3 separate regions of the Zea mays genome follow, and all the other regions are linked to region 2. A link is a contact called in public Hi-C data. All regions are on one chromosome and are shown on one strand. The core of a region is the stretch at or near the end of the contact, and the rest is flanking DNA. Distances in the headings are between cores, read along the strand shown.

Region 1 (2,998 bases), core at 484-2,983, 280 kb before region 2:
GAAAGGAGAGAGGAACTGCTGAACTGCATCTCCCAGATGTCGAAAAGCGCTGAAAGGCTCCAGTTGGGGTTGGACTCGCTGTCGAAGCGGGTGGATAACTTCTTCCATATTGTGCTTACAGGGCGTGATGCACTACTTTGTAATCTCAGGTTTTCAAACGGCGGCAAGGTTGCTGCAGAGGTCAGGTCTTAATATGCCATCTCATGTTTGTGCCATGTAATGCGTGTATAGACAGCTCAGCGGCCCATCGTGATGTGTGGTGCTTCTGACTTCTGGCCCCTGCTCAGCTCCACCAACACTAAGCCGGGGCCAGATCTCAGAAGCATTGTGCATGATATGTGCCTCTAGCTGTGCTGTGCAAACGCTTATATAGCTTCCCTTTTTGGTTAAGTATGAACTAGTGTTCTGTTGAGTAAATAGTGCTGTTAAGTTGGTGTCGGGTGGAATGTACACCATCTAGAGTTGAGCAACTGTATGTATGCTCATGTGTCCTGGTAACGGAGGTGAAAATGAGTTGCAAATGTTGATCCCTGTTTGTCTGTTGGATAACCTAAACTGGTAATGTACAAATTTCAATGTATTTGTACATCATGTTGGCATCATAAGTTCGACCTAGAGTGCTGTTGGTATAAGTAGGAACTACATACCCTTTTTGTGAGTAGGGACTGGAATGTTCGCGAGTTGGTGTCGGTGGAATGTATAACCTCTAGACTCTAGAGTAGAGTAACTGTATGTATGCTCGTGTGTGCTGGTAATGGAGATGAAAATGAGTTGCAGACAGCAAAATGTTGGTCCTTGTCTCTCTGTTGGATAACTTAAACTGGTATGTACAACTTTCTTTGTACTTGTACATGATGTTGCCGTCTTGTTTTTACTCCTATGTCCACGAATATGATGTACTGGTTTTGTTCTGTGGGAGGAGTTTGACCGCCCAGTTTCTCTCGCTCATGCTCTTCCTCTTTGATATTGTACCAAACCATTAGTGTGTTGTGGGCTTGGGTATTAGATGGTTGATATTTTTGCATTTTTTTTTGGAACTGGTAACTGGTTGGTTGGTGCAATGTACAATGGCCTGAGTACAATTAACTGTTTGTTGTATGCTCATACTCATGACTCGTACGGGTCTGTTTGAGTTTAAAGCGCAAGCAAAATGTTCATCCCGGGCTCCCCCGCCTTATAGATACCTGCATTGATATTGCCCAGTTTGCTTTGTACTTGTAGATCATCTTACCGCTTTAGTTCCACCGAAATGATGTGTTGGGTTTGTTCCTATGGTCTAGGAATTCTTGTTCCAGTGGTCTTGGAAATCTTATTCCAGGACCTGGATAGTTTCGTTCCGTTCTTGCAAATCTGCATTCAGAGTTTCAGACATGGAGCCTAAAGTCTTCCACAATCGCTAGTGACGTCCACGTGAAGACAACTCCATAATTTTTTAGTAGCCCTGGATTAGTCTTCAAAGACTGCTATTGGCTGGGGAAAAAATAATGTGATAGGACAATCGTTTTCAGTACGCTACTTTTAATCTGAATCTGAAGTATCGACGGAGTGATCATCGCTATCTTTCTTTTTCATTGTAGCCGCTGTTTGCAACAAGGAGGAATGCATACGATTTTTGCAGGAATCGAACTGCCTCTAGTAGACCCTTGTACAGTGAGAGTACAGTTGTACTCGTGGTTGCTGCGAAATCTGATTACCATGCTCTATACCACTTGCCTGATGAAAGTTTAGATATCTCCGCTCTGTCAAAGATCCCTTTCATCTCCACCCAAAATATTCTCCGGTGGTCACACGACGATCTGAATATCTGATCCGTGTTCTATGCATTGGACTGCTTGTTTTTTCTTTTTTGAAATGGGCTCATTGTTCACGCCATGCATTAAGTAAACAACGCTATCTTGTTTTGGCGCAGATTTCAATCATGCCGGTGTCATCTCCTCTACCCGTTCAAGAAAAAGATGCCAAAAGAATCTATTTCCATCAGCCATGACGTCGATAGGTACTGAGAGAGAGTGAGGTTTCCTTGCTCTCCAGCTCGGTATAGACCACAGGTGACCGACGACGACGAGGCAAAGCAGAGCAAGAAGATTTGGCCATGGCTGCTACGCAACTCCTACTCCTCGCCGCCCTCCTCCTCCTGCCTCTCGCCGCCATCCTGCTCGGGAAGCGGCACGGGCCCCGCAAGGGCAAGAACGGCGCCCGGCTCCCGCCGGGCCCACCGGGTCTGCCGTTCCTCGGCAACCTGCTGTTGCTGAGGCGCTACTCGTCCGACGTGGAGGCGCTGCTCCGGCGCCTCGTCGCGCGTTACGGCCCCGTCGTGTCCCTGCGGGCAGGGCCGAGCCTGTCGGTCTTCATCGCTGACCGCCGCGTCGCGCACGCGGCCCTGGTCGAGAGCGGGGCCGCGCTCGCCGACCGCCCCGCGGTCACGCGCGCGCTCCTGGGGGAGAGCGGCAACACCATCTCGCGGTCCAGCTACGGGCCCGTGTGGCGCCTCCTGCGCCGCAACCTCGTCTCCGAGACGCTGCACCCGTCGCGGGTGAAGCTGTTCGCGCCGGCGCGCGCGTGGGTGCGCCGCGTGCTCGCTGAGAAGCTCGGGCGGGAGGCCGAGGAGGCGCAGGCGAGGGCCCAGGCGCCGCCCCCCGCGATGGAGGCGTTCCGGTACGCCATGTTCTGCCTCCTCGTGCTCATGTGCTTCGGCGAGCGGCTGGACGAGCCCGCGGTGCGCGCCATCGCGTCCGCGCAGTACGGCTGGCTCATGTTCGTGGCCAAGAACACGAGCCTGCTCGCGTTCTGGCCGGCACTGGCTAGGATCCTCTTGCGCGGCCGCCTCCAGGAGGGGCTTACCGCTCGACAGCGGCAGAAGGAGCTCTTCGTGCCATTGATCCATGCGCGCCGAGTGCTCAAGCAGCGGGTCAAGAACCAAGGCGGTGCCGCGGCCGCGGTGGCGCCAGGAGAGGAGACGACGACGTTCGAGCACTCGTACGTGGACACGCTGCTCGAC
Region 2 (3,232 bases), core at 460-2,959:
CGCCACCAACCACCACAAATTTCAACCATACACGCAACAACTGTAGCCCTCACATGAAAGTTGCATGCATGTAGTAGAATTTTACTCGATTTGGGTACCCATGGAAAAAGATAAAGAAAGGCATATGCACACATACACCCATGCATGCAGCACTAGCAGTGGTAAATCCCAAGAAGAATGCATAGCACATAGGAGGAAGAAACTGCGAATAAAAATTCCCATTTTTTTGCGAGAAATTCAGAGGCCAAATAGATAAAGTTTGGGATCGATGCCTTTGGATCTGAACAATATTGCTGCTCGTGTCTAGTGCTGCCTATCGGAGAGACGAAGAGATTGGTAAAACACCAGAGCGGATTTCTTTTTCTGGAAAAGTGGGGAAGGAGAGCGATATCGAGCTATTTTAAAATGGAAAAAGCCACTGTTCTCGTGAAGGATGGGTAAGGAAAAAAGCACAAAAGAAGTGTTCTTTAGCCGGGTAAGTAGTAGTTAATTAACTGGGCCTGCTAACCAAATCGGCGCCAGGGGCCGGTCCCGGAAGGCCGACGAGATTTCATGCAGCATCCCGCCGACGAGAATTCCGTTGCGGAGGCGCGCCGGGACGACGTACGGCGTGGCGAGCGATTCAGCTAGCTAGTTACGTACCTGGAGACCTGCTCCCAGAGGGGACCCTTGAGGGTGGCGTCCCGGAAGGCGGCGTCCATGTCGGACCGGATCTTGAGCAGCTCCAGCGTCTCCTGCCGCGGCCACCGGTTGCCCGCCGAGCCGCCGCTGGCGCCCTCCTCGCCAGCTGCTGCGGCGGCCAGGCCCTCGGCGTCGAAGCCCACGGCGCCGGCGCCGGACGCGCCGAGCTCGTCGTACTGCTTCGCCGGCGTCGATGCCGGCGGCCGGCTGCTGATGGGCGACGGCGCCTCCGCCAGCGAGATCCGCTGCCCGGCGCCGCCGGCCGGCGAGAATGGCGGCGGCATCTCCACCTGCTGTGCGCCGAACTGCTGCGCTGGGCCTCCACCGCTTGCCCCGCCGCCTCCTCCCCCGTGCTGCTGCTGTTGCATGCTAACAGCACCTGCTCCCGCACACGCGCACTTGTGCACGTCGCCCGGTGTTACCACGGGGGAATGGAGGTCGTGAGACGATCAGTACATGAGGGGTAGGTGAAAAAGGTGGGAGGCAAGGACAACTGGGAAGAGGAGAGACGGACCTCAGAGGGATAAGAGTATGGAGAAGGGAAGGAGGCCAGAGAGGGGGGGGGGGGGGGGGGGGGGGGAAGGGAAAGAGATGCAGAAGAAGGAAGTAGCCAGAGAAGAAGAAGGGGGAGGAAGCACTAATAGTACTACAGGAACGCTGGCAAAAATAAAATGTACTCCTTCAAGAGGAGGAAGATGAGAGGAAAAATAATTAAGATACCATCAATAAGTAGCCTCCAATAAATAATAGGGAGGATGGGAGAGAGAAAGATGAGGAGAATATGATATCTGTGATGAGGGTAAGGAAGACGATGGGGGTATGTAGGGTGAAGGAGAGAGAAGATGAAAGTTGAGAAATGTTGAGTACTGCTGCAGGAGAGAGATAGAAAGATGGAGAGGTGTGCAGAAGATGATGAGAGGGATGATGTGGGAGATAAAACAAACAAGATGCTGCGCTGTCAGGGGGGCTTTACCTCCCTGCCTAATACAACTTATTAGTAAAAAACCAAAAGGACAGAGGAGAGAGGGAGAGGAGTGTGGGGCAAAAAATGGTAGAGAGAGAAGCATGTGAGGCAGGAGAGACAGGGAGGGAGTGCTGGAAACTGTGGGATGAGTGAGAAAGGGGTGAGAGAGATGGGGGAGGCTTGTAATAAAAGGGAGAGGGGCACAAATACCCTCTCTACAGAACTCCCCTACCTCAATCCCCATGAAGGAATATGTTGGATTCTGTGATCATCTTAGTTATTTTGCTACATACTAATACGCGGTAGTCATTTGTTATGCATAAGATTATTACTGGGCTTGAAATACAGTAATTTTTGGATGTTATCTTGTGCCCATGGTAACTATACGTATAATAACATCCGGTAAATATACAATAAAAGTTATGCATATTTACAAAGAATATAATACTAACTAGCTGCTCTATGTGGTGGCAACTAACCTAAGGTGCAACGACTATTACGCCCCGTTTGGATCACTGGAATTGAATTCCATTCTAATAATAGTAATTTATGCATATATCAATTAAGCTAATTCATTTTTATACAAAATATATTTGTATACTATTATTAGCAAGATGTCCTAGATATTTATGTGCTACATTTTTATTATAGAGGAGTAGAACGAAGAGTGTCATGTAAGTTACAGATTAGAAACAAATTCTAATCATGCATAAAATCATTTCCTATCCTCCACCCTATGAATTTTAGATAGGCTTATATCTGAACTTTGGAAAGTGGTGGAATGCCAAATTCGAAACTAAATAAGTTACTTTATTGAGTGAATTCCAATTCCTTTAAAATGAAGGGATCCAAACGCCCCGTTAGAGCAATCAGGGGGGCATCAAAACAAATTACCTTGACCCAAGGTTCATTTTGTAGACGAAAATCCACAGATGAGATAAAATAGCAAATAAACTTTAACAATTATACATACAAAACAAAACTAGTTAGAGTAGAAAGAAAACAAAACAGATACTATAAAGGCAGTATAGGGCTGTGATGAGGCAGACAAGACCACATTATAACAGCTGTAATGTGGGCCCTCCCGGAGAGCGAAAGAGGTGCAGAACGTGCACGGCGATTAACGCGGACCCCCAATCCCCCCACACCCCAAATCCACCCCACCAAAGTGACGTGAAGGATAACGCCACTGGCTTGTGGGACCAAAGCATCCACCGGGCCCATGAGTCATGTGCAAAGCGTGGGGCTAGATGCGTGCCAAAGTGGAGCAGGGGAGTATAAAAATGGCCATGCATTGGCATGTTGTGGTTAATCCCTCACTTTCCAGGTAATAATAAATGCTCATGTGGCCCTTTTCAATGATTAGGCATAAAAATCTGGATGATTAATTAAGTTAACCACCCCAATTATATCATTCCCCGCTTAAGTTAGTGTTGGCCTTCATTTCACATGGTTCTAAAATTCAGAACAGGGGGGCTTTGAGGTGCATTGGGACACCGCTATGGTCACTCGATACAGGTACTAGAATAGGCAAAGGTCTTGCCTTGTACAGATCATTTTTCTCTATCTACATTAGCATTTGTGGGT
Region 3 (3,347 bases), core at 410-2,909, 460 kb after region 2:
AAGGAAATAAATTTTAATTTATAGCCACAGTTCGCGGGTTCTGCTCGGGCGGATTCCAGCGTAAAATGTTAGCTAAAACAGCGTAAATGAGTGCGAATTTTAGCGTAAATCATACAACATTTAAATAATGCCCTCCTGATGATTACAGTAGTACAGTTTTAATAATTTACCCTGGGGCTATACATGCTGACTGAATTTCTGTGTTATTTCCAACTGCACATATATATTTTTATTCTCTATTGTTTCAACGTGTATTTACACTGTATATATATGTATGTAGCATAGTATACAACAGTCGTTAACTAAATTGTGATGGCGACTGATATGAGAGACCGATTCTCTAGATCGCCGGACTATGGATGTTGAGCAACGAAACCCTATTCCGAACAATGCTCCTGAACACCACCTCGCTGCCGCTCTCGCACTCGTCGATGCATCGCTGAAGCTTCTTGTGCTTCTCCTGCGCGACATCGGCCGTCGTCGGCGTCTCCGGCTTCTTGGCGAAGGCAGCAGCCACGAAGGCCGTCAGGGCCTTCTTGTTCGAGCACGACGACGCGGCGGCAGACACGGACGCGACGGCCGAGAACACGGCGGCGGAGGCGGCGGCGCTGGCAGCCGCGACGTCCATGAGCGCGGCGGCCATCTCGGCCTCCTCGGCGGTTCCGCTCCCGCCGAGCCTAGCCCCAGCAGGCAGGCGCGCGACGGACCTGGCGGCGAGGCGGGCGAGCTCCCTGTGGAGCGCCACCATCGGTCGCCTGCCTCGAGGCGACACCGCTGCTGGCCCCCAGGATCACCGCCGCTCGCACGCCCGAGGGAACCGCCGCCGCCGCTAAAACCTAATCCCTGGCGGCGTGGGGGTGTTTTTATAGTGTCGGCGTGGGACTGAATAATTGTGAACGCGTGGGCCGGATCGTGGGCCTGATGCACGTAATATGCGCAGACTATATTTGCATAAACTAATACACACATCAGCATAACTCGTATTATAATTTAGCGTAAGCACAGTTAGGTACAATAAACCAAAAAAGGTCCGGTGCGGTCTGCACACCTGATCAGGGCTTCCTGTAATTAAATAGAGCTCAGGGCTCTAAATACTATATATATATATATATATATATATATATATATATATATATATATATATATATATATATATATATATATATTGTGTTTTCACTTAGTCTCCCAAAAACCTCTTTAGAGATTTCTCATTTAATTGCCCTAATGGCGCGGGTGATTTCGGCTGGAACAAGCGTGCGTGCGCGGTGACGACACACGCGACGCGGCCCTCTGGCTACTAGGTCCTCGGGGTTCGGCATAACACATTAAGACTACTTATTTGGCATAACCGTGCGTGGTGTGTTATGCCGAACCGTACAGTATGTGAGGTATACCGTGTTTAATTCTTAGCATATAGACAAGGTCGGGTCGGGGTCAGTCGTGTCGTAATGTATGGCGTATGGGTGGAGCTGCGACTACACGCCGCCATCGGTCACGTGTAGATGCGCCACGCACGTTTTTTACTGTACGTTGTAACCGTTACCACCGGCAGATATGCCGCCACTTCTGCGCTCGGGTAAGGTCTACGTGTCAAGCCCGGTGCGCGTCGCTTTCGGAGCGTACAAGCCCGGTGGCCTGGTGGACCAGCCGCGCCATCGTGTACTGTACTGTACTGTACGTGGAGGCAATCCGAAACGAATCCGTCGAGATCACCCACCCCACCAACCCACACCCGGGGCACGGGGCGCCGCGTGGGTGCGTGCAGACTTGCAGGTCCGTGGCATTCATCGTATTCCTATCATCATCCGTTCATCGCGGCGCCACTGCTAGCTAGGTTTATCTTCACTAGGGATGGTAATGGATGCCATTTATCCGTGTACCCGCGGATAAAAAACCCGTTGGACACGGTTTTGGTTACGAGTCTATATCCATGGATACGGATACGGATAGCACTTGATATCCACGGATATTTTTAAAACGGATACGAAAAATCAATATCCATACTCAAATACCCGAATATCCGTTAAAATTACACCCGTCCCACAAGCCCACGGCCTACATCGCCACAGCCCACAACGCCACAAGCGTTCTCAAAGCTTCCAGCAATCCAGCGAAGCCCTCGCTCGGCCAGCCGGCCTCCATCTCTCATTCTCTCCTCCTCTGTCCTCTCCCACTCGGCCACTCCTACCGCCGCCGCCCACTCCATCTCACCTCTCCCAGACTCCCGCTGCCGCTGCCCGCTACCGGTCCGGGTCCCTGGCTCCCTGCGTGGCTCCCGGGCACAGAGCGCAGATCTCCAGCTCGTCCTCAGTCCCTGCATCGCCGACTCCCAGCGCAGTTCGTCCTCAGTCCCTACATCGCTAACTCCCTGCGCGCCTGGCCGCCTGCGGCCTACTCCCCTCAGTCCCTGCGTGTGCTACCTCCCCTCAGTCCCCGGCTCCAGCGCGGCTGTCCCGGTGTAAAGTACAGGTTATTCCAGATGCAACGACTTGTTGATTGTTTTTTCACCCAAATGCAAGTACAGGTTATTCCAGATGCAACGACTTGTTGATTGTTTGAATTTGCTGGATTTATATATTTTGTATGTGTAGTGGGCAAACGGATATATCCGTGGATATCCGTTACCCGCGGGTAACGGATGTGGATACTGTTTGTTATCCATGGCGGGTAACGGGTACGGGTACGGGTTCGGATATCGGATATAAATTGCGGATATGGATGTCCAGAGACACTATCCGCGGATATTTTACCCGTTGTCATCCCTAATCTTCACGAGTAGCTTTCCCACTGAACCTGTCTGTGCTAGTTTTTTTTTTATGTCCTCTTTTGGTAAAAAAAAACAGCTTTACGCGTGGTAGGAGTAGATGAAAATATAATCAAATGGAAATGGCTATATATACTGGTCTCTTTCTTTCTTCCCTCTTTTCTTGATCTTCCTCACTACTCTTTCTTCCTCATCCCGATATGATGTTGTACCCCGTTCGCCCTAGTTTTGTATGCGTCAAATCTGGCATTTTGTGTGGGCACGCTGGGGCTCACTGATGATGGCAGGTAAAGCTGGGATAAGCTACTATTTACCTTTTAGCTTAATCCATCTTCAACGTTTATCTTGGGTTTTCAGGAGCTTTACCTATAAAGTTGTTTTTAAAAGGCCCATTTAATAGGCGTACGTAGGGTGTCCTGTTGTCAACCTCCTCTCACACCGAGGTCGAATCCAGTTAATTCCCGTCGGCTAAAAACCGACGGGAATAACTAATTCCTGTCGGTATTTGGCTAACTCTCGTTGGCCTCAAGCCGATGGCCATCAAGTGTTGGAGATAAACTAATTTCCGTCGACAGCTGACGAG

The links. A called contact is a pair of places that touch in the nucleus more often than the background predicts.
Region 1: a contact with region 2 is called in a Hi-C map of endosperm, with 1.9 times the contacts expected there. The contact joins the promoter of LOC100281112 here to the promoter of LOC109943509 in region 2. A contact is called at or near these places in 2 of 25 Hi-C or Micro-C datasets (endosperm and leaf).
Region 3: a Hi-C map of endosperm shows a contact between it and region 2, with 2.6 times the contacts expected there. The contact joins the enhancer-like site here to the promoter of LOC109943509 in region 2. A contact is called at or near these places in 2 of 25 Hi-C or Micro-C datasets (endosperm and leaf).

What each region holds. Positions count from the first base shown.
Region 1 is chr1:229,338,806-229,341,803 of Zm-B73-REFERENCE-NAM-5.0, reverse strand. LOC100281112 reads left to right here and starts at 1,733. Exons shown (of 1, transcript NM_001154031.2): 1 at 1,733-2,998. The coding sequence starts at 2,093. It overlaps LOC100192620 (putative cytochrome P450 superfamily protein), which reads left to right. Exons shown (of 2, transcript NM_001137835.1): 2 at 1-782. The coding sequence ends at 192.
Region 2 is chr1:229,063,301-229,066,532 of Zm-B73-REFERENCE-NAM-5.0, reverse strand. It overlaps LOC109943509 (trihelix transcription factor GTL1), which reads right to left and starts at 1,709. Exons shown (of 3, transcript XM_020546729.3): 1 at 643-1,709. The coding sequence starts at 1,049.
Region 3 is chr1:228,604,538-228,607,884 of Zm-B73-REFERENCE-NAM-5.0, reverse strand. No RefSeq gene overlaps it. Among protein-coding and RNA genes, the nearest start is that of LOC100285862, 9.2 kb to the left of the region's middle. Within about 2 kb of position 1,659, at least 18 of the 20 cell types and tissues checked have an H3K27ac peak or open chromatin away from gene starts, as enhancers often do. A contact at or near this core is called in endosperm and leaf, where this site is marked.